2 separate regions of the Gossypium arboreum genome follow, and region 2 is linked to region 1. The links are chromatin contacts, called in public Hi-C maps. All regions are on one chromosome and are shown on one strand. The core of a region is the stretch at or near the end of the contact, and the rest is flanking DNA. Distances in the headings are between cores, read along the strand shown.

What was found. Hi-C and Micro-C count contacts between places; a contact is called where the count stands out from the background.
Region 2: a contact with region 1 is called in a Hi-C map of leaf, with 3 times the contacts expected there. The contact joins the promoter of LOC108460971 here to the promoter of LOC108489099 in region 1. A contact is called at or near these places in 3 of 5 Hi-C or Micro-C datasets (all in leaf).

What each region holds. Positions count from the first base shown.
Region 1 is chr2:106,145,375-106,151,780 of ASM2569848v2, forward strand. It overlaps LOC108489099, which reads right to left and starts at 1,875. Exons shown (of 15, transcript XM_017793381.2): 1 at 1,354-1,875; 2 at 1-1,037. The coding sequence starts at 1,658.
Region 2 is chr2:106,343,914-106,350,066 of ASM2569848v2, forward strand. It overlaps LOC108460971 (probable magnesium transporter NIPA3), which reads right to left and starts at 4,743. Exons shown (of 10, transcript XR_001867701.2): 1 at 4,156-4,743; 2 at 3,428-3,484; 3 at 3,000-3,090; 4 at 2,767-2,927; 5 at 2,530-2,657; 6 at 2,277-2,414; 7 at 1,803-1,895; 8 at 822-927; 9 at 383-628; 10 at 1-303.

The sequences.
Region 1 (6,406 bases), core at 625-3,124:
GATTTGGATGCAAGCGCAGCTGAGATATTGCTCTGTCAAAATGAAGAATTTTCTTCACAGATGAGGGAAGGAGGCCAAGCTTTTGCAAAGATAATAATTGAAGATTAGTTTTTAACACTCCATGAACTTGAAAGGAGGTTATCTTCCCAGCTCCAAGAGGCCGACTAGTGTTTCCCAATTCCAAGCTCTGAAATAATATGTCAATAGCAAGTGGGTAAAACGTGGAAAACCTTTCTTGTAATATTTCTGCCAATAGAGTCAAGCACTTCCAAGAATCCTCAATCCATCTTGACCATCCAAACTTCTTTCCAACAACAGATAAACATCCCAATAACCGGGGAAGCATTTTGCTTAGAGGTTCACTTATTTGTTCAAGTAGATTCATTTCAAGCAATCCAGATGCAGTCGATTGCAAAACTGTAGAAAAACAAGAAAGCAATGCAAGCAACCTACGAAACTGTTGTGGGGTTCCATGGGTCCCATCCTGAAGCAATACATCCATGTCTCCCAGGAACTTAGACAACAATCCCAGAGAAAACTGCAAATTACCCACCCAATGCTTCTGAAATTGCAAGAAACTATCCATAATGACCCTCCTGTCAGATTCTGCAAGGTCAGGCACCAATGCCCACCCAAGAAGAAGATCAATAATGTCAAGAAAATGCGGTTGGAAAGACAGCGAAAACTTCAATGATATCAAAGTCAAAACACTTAGAAGCCGATGTAATAAACTCAAGGAAGTTCTCTCATCCTCCAGAAGTTCTTGGCATGCTTTGAGGATTGGTAAAGCATATCTTTCAATCGCACCCACATCACCAACACTAAGAAACTCACGTAGACCTTCCAAGGCCAGTTCCGTGGTCCCGTCCCCAGCACTAATATTACTAAGCAGTGGTAAAGCCCATCCAATGAACCTGTCCACCAAACTACTGAGCATAACATGGTTTTGCCTCCCACTTGATCCTATTGGGACCGAACATACAACTGCACAAAGAGCAGCATATGCAATAGCAGCAGACTGCCTCACTGCGTATGACCTGATCAAATTTGTGCCAGAAATTTCAACAAGCTATACATAAAATATATTCTAAGAATCACATATTTTTTTAAAAATTTGGAAGCATGATCTCAAAGTTCTCAGAACTCATAATTTATAGTCTATAAGCATTCTTTTTAAATTGTAATTTAACAATTTAATGGTCAAGCATACATAAGAACAATTCTTCTTTTCTTTGAGATAAAAAATTGTTACCACGTAATAAGAAAACAAAGAAAGTAAACAAAAAGAAATAAGCATAAATAATGTTGAAATTCAAATAAATTTAAATGCGAGCGAGAGGGACAGAGTTATACTTGTCAGAAAGAAGTTGACAGAAGCCTTGGGCGAGGAAAGAAGCGGAGTGGGCGACGAGGATGGAGTTAGGAGGGTAAATGATGGCGCGGTGGAGAGAATTAATAGCTGCAAGACGAGCTGAGTCGTTTTCGTCGGATTTGGTTGAAACAGTGGGAGTTGATGCAGTTGTGGGAAGCGTAGTTGAGGCAGTGGTGGAGGAAGAAGAAGTGACGGAAGCGGTGGCCGCGGCGGTGGTGTCTTTGGGGAGGGCAGCGGAAAGGAGAGCAGCCAGTTGCTGTTGTTGGTGGTGGAGTCCTTGCATCATTGTTGAAAAGATATCTATGGCTTCGCATCTCTTGATCGTTTCCCTTCTGCGCTTGCTTGTCCCAGCGGATGCGTTTCAAAGCGTTCCGTTGTGGCGTTTTCCCTTTCTTTCTTATATTTTCTCTTTCTTTTGTAATACCGAATTATAGCTTTAGTTTTTTTTGGTAAACTGCATCTAAAGTCACTCATTAAATTTTAAAATTTTAAAATATCACCGAAAATTATTAAATTTACACTTTTTTTTATAGGTCCCTTAAAATTGTAAATATAATAATCATTTACCATTTGATTTTCAATCATCGTACTTAAAAGCCCCCGCCTCGAGTAAGTTCCATTGATTTATAAAGATTATTTGGCATAATAATAAATTTAACTTTTAATATTTACATTTTTATCAATTTGATCCTTATTCTTTTTTAGCTAAATTTGACCTCAATCTTATAAAAATAATCGAATTTGACAATTAACCTTCCAAAAGAGTCGAATAGTTATTTTTATAAGATTCAATTTTTAAACATAACAGCTCATATAACAATACATGTATACTTCATACTAATTTTTAAGAATTTTTTTACTTTTTTTGTTTTTTAAATATTTTTATAATTTTTAAATTCTTTATTAAGTAGCATATAAAATAAATAGTGTCGTGTTAACATGAAATACATGTAAACTATTATCGGGTTATCACACCAACATCATTAAAAGACTAATGTTTTAATTAGCATTTACGTTAAAAATGATTTCACTCCTTTTAAAAGATTAATAATCAATTTAACTAAAAAGAAAGTCAAATTGACAAAAGATGTAAGCATTGAAGACTAAATCTGTCATTATACAATTTTTATGAAATATACTTTATTCCTTAGCTAAAAGGATTTATCCAAAAAAAATTCATATCCTCTAATAAAAACATAATTAAATTAATCTTTTTCGCCAATGATTTTCATTGTTAATTGTTACTATACTGACATGGACATTAATATTAATGAAGTAAGGTTGACATGACTATTCATAACAACCACTATTGACATAAACTACTATGTCATCGAAAATAAAAATATTTTTAAAAAAATATAAATCAAAATAAATTTAAATAAATTGATGTTTAGGTGCATTTCAATATAAACATTCATTTGCTTATATTTATTCAGATTTTAATTTTTGAATTAAAAATTATTAAAAGTTTGTAACACATTAAAAACTTATAAAATATAAAAAATATTTTAAAATTAAAATTCAAAATAAACCTAAACAAATGATTGTTATAGTTTATTCAAATCTAGGAGCTTTAGTTATTTGTGATCAAACTTTTATTATTTTACTTGACGAGAAAAGATTGTATGAAACATAAATATATTCACTTTCTAATAATTTTATATCATATCAACAATATCATTCTGAATTTTAAAATTTTAATTTAGATTTGATCTTGTTCGGATGAAAATATTAAAATTTAGTATAAAACTATTGATGTGACATAAAACTATTAAAAAATAAATGCAAATAACATGGCTTTACTATTTTATACAATCTTTTTCCTTTGCTTAAAATAGAGAGAATGTTGATTTTTATGGCTTTTGCTATGCTAGTTGTCTAATTTCTCAACTATTATTTGTTTTTACTTGTTTTTTTTGGTTGTTTTCATAAAAAAGTATCTATTGACCATTTCCCTTCTTGCTCAATTGGTCAAAAATTGTGAACTTATTTTGTGAAGATTTTAGTTTTACACATTCATCTATTACCTTTCTTTTTAAAGATTATTTTATATATTAATATATTTTTATTGTTTATTCATAATTGTTAAAGATTTTGTTCAGTTATATGTGGTCATTAATGCATAAATACCATGAAGTTCAAAACAATATTGTACAGCAAGTTTGTGGCCTCATACATAGATTGTTGAAGTTAAAAAATAATAGTGTTCAAGTATATGCAGATGTCAAGGCATCATTACCATAAATGTTGAAGATTGGCGTTTTTATGTATATGTTATGTATAGATTGTAACGCCTAACACTCGATTCAATCGTCGAATTCGAACTATATGGTGCTACATTTTATAATTGAAAATAAATTAACACATTTTTCAATATGTATTCCATCATTCTAACTTGATACAATTATTGTTGGGGATCGACCTGATTAAGAAATGAGCAATTAAAAATAATGGAAAAAAATTAATAAATTAAACACACAAATTTAACGTGGAAAAACCCTCCAAAAAGGATAAAAAATTATGGGCAAAGATAATTTTACTATAATGGTAAAAGAACGAAGAGTACAAAAGATGAAAATAAAAATTAAACCCCAAAACCCGAAAAACAACGAACCCTCAAAACATAAACACAAAATTCTCCAAAAGTGTTATGAGTTCTAATCTTTAATGGGTGTATTTTTTAAGGTTGTAAAAGAACCTATTTATAGACTAAATTCGTAGGTTAAATAAATTATGTTAATAAATGCTAAAAATATTATACTAATAAATATTAAATCTTCTAGAAAGAAAATATATTTTTGTTTAACTTGACTTGTAAGTAATCTCTTATTTTATTTAACATGAATTTGGGTCACACAACGCTAACAATCTCCACCTTAACACAAATTCTCATATCGCCATCTTTGCCAAAGCCCACCACGGGCCTATCTTGAACTATGCAAGGAATTAACTGAGTTGAATCTATGCTTAGAAGTTGGAAGACTTCTAGCCTTCAACTTGTGCACTGCCAAATCAAAACTAAGAAGTCTTTCAACTTGTGCACTACCAAATCAAAACTAACACGAGTTTGATTTTCACGAACACAGTGCCTTAACTTTTCAAAACCTGCATCCAAATGAGAACCTCTCTTTAATGCAACGGTCATACATTTTTCCCTTCTATGATCAAGTTGCCTTCACTCCAAACGAGTTGACTTTGACTTTGTAACATACGAGGGACGTCCGGTTTCACTAGTCACTATAGAACCTTCCAGAATATAAAGGCTATATGTCATTTTACCTTTTAATAAAATGAGAACTCCACGAGACATCTTAATATCACTCGACTCGATATTGATTTTGCAACCTTTAGAGTCTAAAATACTCAAGGAGAAGAGATTCTTTCGTAAATCAGGTAAATATCTGACACCTAAAAGTGTCCTAATCGTCCCATTATGCATCTTAATTTTAACAGTACCAATCCCGATTATCTTACTAGATGAATCGTTTCTCAAGCGTACAATTCCACATTCAAACGAACTGTATATGAAGAGCCATTCTCTGTTGGGACATACGTGGAAAGAACATCCTGAATCTAGGATCAAATCAAACGTATGCTCGAAGCTATCACTCATTGACACTAACAAGAAATCATCACCACTTTCGTCGGCCATATTAGCACCAACTACATCTTCCTCGTTACTTTCAGCAGCCCTTTTATTTTACAGTTTATAACAATCTACTTTGACATGACCTAACTTCTTACAATAGCGACACATTTTGTCTTGCTTCTTTGATGCTACCAAAATCGAAGCTTGCCTATCTACCTTGCTATCTGAACCAAACTCATTGTCGAGTTTGTCTTTACTCAACAAATAACTTTCACATCCTCGAACGAGAGTTTGTCTCTGCCATAAATCAGGGTCTCCTTGAAAAACTTGTATGAAGAGGGTAAAGAGCACAATAATATCATAGCCTGATCTTCATCGTCAATCTTAACCTCAAAATTCTTTAACTCATTCAAAAAAGTAATAAATTGACTAATGTGATCTCTAAGAAGCTTACCTTCGTTCACGCAAAATGTAAATAGACGTTGTTTTAACACTAAACAGTTAGCCAGAGACTTAGTCGCATAAAGAGTTTCTAACCTTTTCCATAAGGCGGATGAGGTTTTCTCCATCAATACCTCCTATAATACCCTATTCGCGAGGCACAATTAGATTACAGACAGGTTTTTTCATCAAACCCTTCTCATTTTGTCTGATCTAGATTCTCAGTTTTTCTTAGTAGCAACCTTTTTCAGGTCGGTCTGAACTAGAATTGCCATCATCCTAACTTGCCACAGATTGATATTTGTGACACAATCGAACTTCTCAATGTCAAACCTTGTTGTTGTCATCTCTGAACGAGCTGATTTACAAAAGATTAAACTAGCTCTAATACCACTTGTTAGGTATCGACCTAATTAAGCAACGAACAAGTAAAAATAGCAGAAGAAATTGAAAAATTGAACACACAAATTTAGCGTGGAAAAACCACTCCAAAGAGGATAAAAAACTACGGGCAAAGATAATTTTACTATAATGACAAAATAACGAAGAGTACAAAAGATGGAGATAAAAATTAAATCTCGAAACCCGAAAAACAAAGAACCCTCAAAATGTAAATACAAAATTCTCTAAAAGTGTTATAAGTTCTAATATTTAATAAGTGTATTTTCTAAAGTCATAAAATAGCCTATTTATAGACTAAATTGTAGGTCAAATAAATTATACTAATAAATGCTAAATATATTATACTAATAAATACTAAATCTTCTAGAAAGAAAATATATTTTTGTTTAACTTGACTTGTAAGCAATCTCTTATTTTATTTAATAGGAATTTGGGTCACACAACTCTAATAGTTATCTAATTGACTACGTCACAGAAATTTATTTTAATTTGTAACCTTAATCTAGGATACAAAATATTTTACAAAGTAGTTTAAACATATCAAATATTTACTTAGCTTAGAAATAATATTCTTATCAAAACTAATTACAAATAAGACTTTG
Region 2 (6,153 bases), core at 3,493-5,992, 200 kb after region 1:
AGTGGCTATCCACTCCACATACCGAAAACTCATTAGACTTGGAATGGCCCAAAAGAAATACATTACTACTGGTAATGCTAGTTGTACAGTATAATTGTGTGTATATATATATATTTAACGAAACATAAAAAACCCTTCAGACAAAAAGCAAAAGATATGCATGTACTGATATCGTATTTGATTCCTTTCAGAGGTTCCCAGGGTGAGAATCCCCGCCCAATTGACATTGATGGCAGAACAAAGCAAAAGATAACGCCATGTATAGCCACTGCGCTCAACATTACATTACATAGGCCATATTTCCTGTATACAAGGCGAAAGCTTCAATCTACAGTCTCATGCTTGAAGGCAGAAGGGGGTAAGAGCCAAAGAAAAATCTCACCTCCAACTGTCTCCAAATAATGAATAGCACGGACTAAAGTCGGTCAATAAAAATACAAGTTGGCATCTAACGGGTCTCTCCCCAGTAGCTATTTTTGAGCTTTGTAGGAATGGCAGTGGTGACCTTAATTTTCAATTAAATATGTTCTCTATGTATCCTGCCGCTTAAGAGGAATGCCTTCACCGAAGCCATCGTCTTCTTCATGCTTCAATGATCTCATTGACAAAGATGTTGACAAACCTGGACCTGATTAAACATAGTTCAACAATTGATTAAAATGCCAAAGTTAGAACCATTAATGTTTCTTGACTACATAAAAGCAGTAACAAACTAACAGAGTAACACCGCAACATTCTTCCTCTGCTAACAGGAGACGGTAATTGGTGATTACAAATGACCGAGATAATAAATTCACAATTCAAGGTTCCTGAAAACATACCATCAGCCATATCCTTGGTTTTGTGAAGAAGAAAAGTTCCAGAAAGGATAGTCACGAACCCACACATCTCTGTCAGAATCTGAGTAGGACTCTGTCCATCCCAATCCTGATATCAGAAAAATTAAACTAAGCTAATTTCTAGGTCAATCCCAATAGAAAACAGAGATCTAGAAATGCAGTAGTCATTAACTGCCGCTCAAATTTTTAATTTTAAAATAAAGTTTAGGGAAGCAGCTGTAATGATCTGCAGAGTGGAAAAGTGGAAAGATGGAATGAGGTGAATGGAAAATTAGAAGAAAGATAAATTTTGAGTGTGCTTGGTAGCAAGGAAAATGGGAAGAAAGTAAATTAAAAAAAAAAAAAAGAAGATCATTTTCCATCCTAACGCATAAAAGTAACTCATTCCGATTTGGAATAATAAGCGGAAAGAAAATGAGCAAGGTGAAAATGTGCACTTCACATGATCATGCATTCTTTAGAATTTTCATTTTCTTTCCTCTTTTTTCAACTTTACCTTCTATCTTTACTATCACGCACACCAATGGGAAATAAATAAATAAATAAATTCTTTCAAATTTTCATTTTTCCAATATTCTTTCCACCTTATCATGCAAAGCCTTAGGGCTCAACAGCAAACTAAACAACCAGAGAAACAAATAGAAGTTCAATTTCATATCATAACAGTCACAAACAGACCAACTATATAAAGTCAAACAAGGGTATTGCAACTTAGAATTGTCAGTTACAACATCTTGAATGACCAAAGTTTCCACACTGCTATACATACAGTTCCCTTCCCTTAAGAAGCATACAACTTACATATAGGGTTAAGCAACTCTTTGCATGCTTAAGAAAATTTAATTGTGACCATCCTGAAAAGGGTTGTGGAAGGTGGTAGGCAGAATGAAGTAAAACATTTTGAACATTATAATTTAGTAGACCTTTTGAACCAGTCTGATAGCATCAACGACTAGAAATTACCTTAAACATGATTACACTAGCCAAAATGGTCAGTGATGTAAACATAACATAGTATATGGGAGAAACAACAGCAGTGTTGAAAGTATCAAGCGCCTGCAATTATGAAGATAAAATAAATTTTAAAAATAAAAAAGAATTGAAGTGCAAAACAAAAATTTTAAATCAGCAAGCAATGCAAAATTAAGGACACAATGATTCCGGGAGCAAGAAAGCATAAATAGATAAATTTCAACTGATTTAATGTTTAAATTAACAATTAAGAACACCACAAACAAGAATGTTGATAAGCAACGTTTGAGATGAAACATAATAGACTTTGGATAAAAATGACATATTTACAATCTCTTTTTCTCTTTGCATCTTTTTCTCACACTGAACATTTCCTCCCTTGTTTACTTTCTTTGAAGGGCCATTTCAAAATTATTCAAAAGAAAAAAAGGGCAACTGTAGACATTCATTTAAATAATTCATTACCTTGTTTAAATAATTCATTTGGGTAAGCACACAAGTAATCACAACTAAAGTAAAGGCCCATGTCTGAGGATATACAAGCTGATTCGTTCCTGAAAAGGTTAACTTCAACGCAATACCAAGTGCTTTAACACTCATTACCTGTCAAATAACACTCTTAGCAAAACAATCTGTCGAAAACAAAAAAAGAAAAAAGGCAAATACCATTGGAATGCAAACAGAATTATGCTACCAACAGCCTAGTACTGATACATACCGAAATGGAACCAACAAGAGAGCAAACTCCAATATAAACCATAATATGTGTCTGTCCGTATTGTGGAACAAATTGATATATAAGTATGAAGACAGCTGTTAAGACCAAAGCTGTGTAAAACAGAAAGCCTGCAAGAAGATCAAAGAGGAACTAAGATCTTTTTCTTTCTTTGCAGTTCAACAATTTAGAGCAGCAAAATGTGTTAAGAGCTACGGACTATCTTTAAGAAAATATAACCTGGCTCTGTAGCAAGATCCCAAACTTCTGTTACAGATTCAATTTGACGTTCTTGGGGAGCATGTAATACAATTGTTGTAGAGCCCACAACACATAAAATACAACCCAGAATCCCAAAAGTATGTAATCTTTCCCGCAAAATGATATGCGCAAGTACCGCACTGCAAGAGAAACAATGCTTAGCAATCAACTCTAAGTTGCCAAACCTAAATTTGAGTGTAAAGTTTCCTTGCCTGATAATGATGCTGAGGGCACCAAGAGGAGTGACCAGAATAGCTGGTGCAAATGCATATGCTGCAAAATTAGCAATTTCACCCACGACCACTGTTTCAAGGCCAATTACCAGTTAGAATTAACCACATATTCTTCAAGAATCATGAACCACAAGCAACAAGAACAACTCATTGTACTTAAAAAGACTGCAGGGTTTGATTAGTCCTTACACATTAAGAAGCGAGTATGGGATAAACATAAGAATTATTTTTCTATAAATGCATTGACAATATCATCCCATTTTTAATTGGGATAGCATAACTTTTTTAACATCCTTTAGGGACAATACATGGATAAAGAAAAGGAAAATAAAGAAAGAGGTTTCAGTATAAATGAAAAATCCATGAGATATTGGGTTAATGATCAATGAGAAATCAGTAAAACTTACTTGTTATCATGCCTGCCCACCAAAGAGGCTCAAGCAAGTAAGAATACCCTCCAACCCCTGTGTAAAATCCAATAAAACAATGTCATTGAAATGTATACTGCACATGGACAATAAGTCTCATAAAAAATGAAAAGGTAAACAACTACTAAATTATAGCAAATAAATTCTGAGAGTCTCCAGATAACTGAGGTAAATAAATAAAGAGGCTAATTGCTAGGCAACAGGACAATTTGAAGAAAAGAAAAGGTCAAGTCATAAATGGAAAAGACTCTATTCGATAGTAGCACAATATGCATGTAAAATCAGCAATTATATGGAACTTGAGACGCCCAAGCATATCGTTTCCTCCTATTGCATCCTATAAAGAAATACCACGAATAACTTCTGACAAAAATACATTGGCAAATGGCCATGTTTCTTAAACAGGTTATAATAATAATAAGTTATAGACGTACAATCAAAGATTCCAAGCAAACCCAAGTTCTAAGGGATGCAATTGCATACTAGATCAGCAACAGCTCAAATCAATATATTTAAATTGTGAATAAAATTCCCAAGGCAAATTAATTTCCATCATTTACAATTCACTCGATTTCATTTTCTGGAGGAGGGAACTGTTATTCACAGAATCCGACTACAATGTAAATCATTTTAAATCTTAAACATCAAAAAAAAAAAAAAAACAAAGGGAACTATTATACTAAAAACCTCGATAAAATTCTGAGTACCTGCCCTGATGCCAGAAGCACCAGCTTTCTTCAAGCCTTTTTTCTTAACAATGAAACTTGCCCCAATAAATAAACTCGAAGAAAGCGCTAAAACCAAACCCTTAACATTATCCGAGGACATGCCCTCCCTCCACTTTTGGACAACCGCCATACTCTTAGCCCTAGACTTGATAAAAAAAAAGATAAAAATAAAAAGCCCTAATTCTCAGGGAATGCGGCAATTCTATGTAACCAGACTTGGCAGGATCCTCGATTTGCTCTGAAACTCGGACCGAGTCTAAAAAATGGGTTCATGGATCTCGAAAGAAATCTCAATTTTACACAATCAGGGAATCGATTTAAACCAACCTGTGTTACAAGAACACGGGTTAACGGATCTATAAGTATTGAAGGATCGAGAAATGGAAGATATCTATAATTGTTGTGAAGGCAGAGGCTTCCTGGATTGGAAGAGAATCGCGTAGGCGTTGAGGTTGAGGATTTTACTACAATAACGACTCCTCTCCGACTCTGGTTTTGATTAACTTGTTTAAGCACCAAGTTTTCCTTTCTGATTTAGAACAATAATGGTCAAAATTTTCTATTAGTATCTTTACTATACATATGTTATTGATTTAGTCCTGTACTTTATTTCTATCAAATTTAGTCCTTTACTTTTTCGACTTTTTAAAATTTCAATCTTGAAATAAAGAGTAGTAATTAAATTTTTATGTGTATTAAAATTATAGATTTAATCCAATTCTCAAATTTAGTCATTCTTAATCTCTATTCTTTTCAAATTTTAAAATTTCAACATCGATAGACTTTTCTGCAAGTAATATGTGAAAATAACAAGTTAACATGACATTAAGCATGTGATAACGTATTTCTCGCATAAAATTTTGGAAACAACAGAACTTATCGATTTATGACAGATTTTTCAAAATACAAAAAAGAAAATAACCAAATTAAAATATAAGATTAAATTCATAACTTTAGCATTGTGCATGGACTAATACCAAAATTAAACCTTTTACAATATCCAACAACATACGCTTACTTGTTCTTAGAATTGGGATTCCAAACTCTAGTCTCAGTAAGCTTTACATGGCAATCTGCAAATTGATGCATCGACAGGAAAAGTTTTAGGTTTTAATGAATCAAATCTAATTTGGGGCCTATTATTTCCAAGCAGATTATTAAACATGATGAACATATCGAGATCCCGAACTTTGAATCTAGCATCCAACTTAAAATCCCTGACTCATCAATTTTTGTAAAATCTCTTTTTAGTTTATTTTATGGCATACACCTAGGTAAAGTCAATTTTGATTTAAAATGTCAATATTTAATGTTTAAATGGTAACTTTACAAGCTCAATAGCTTGAATCATTGCAGTAAGAAATGTTATATAATGAAACTAGCTCATTTGTAGCAATCTTGGTTCACTATACATGTGAATGAATAGTAGAATTTGGTAAATGCTAAGAATGGTATAAATGTGAGATTTCAACAAATATCTTTCAACTCTTATGTATATGAATGGTATGTTAACTATCTTAGAATTTATAGGATATGTGTTTTGGGTTTTGAGATCGTATTATAAATAAATTTGATGTTTTTAGGTGAATGTAAATAGGTACTAAAATTTGACCATTCGAAGTTGGTATATCACGTCGTGACGAGACCAAGTTGTTATATCACTGTGCGACACCGAGCTTGGGTCGCTACAATGAGACCTAATCAGTATGTTGTGTCGTGACAAAAAACCCCCTGACGTCACGACGTCAACAATCCAATATATTGAAATTCTTACAATTTGGTCATATCTCAACCTCGAGTTAGTTTTAGAGCTTTCATAAGCTCGTATAAGACCCAAAAACTATTGTATATTGTATTGTATGCATGATTGAGTTGTGATTGATCATTTAATAATATAAATTTATATTTTAATTTTTGTTTTTGTTTTTTTTATATTTTGGGAATTTAGGTTTCACTTTTATTATTATTTTATTTAGG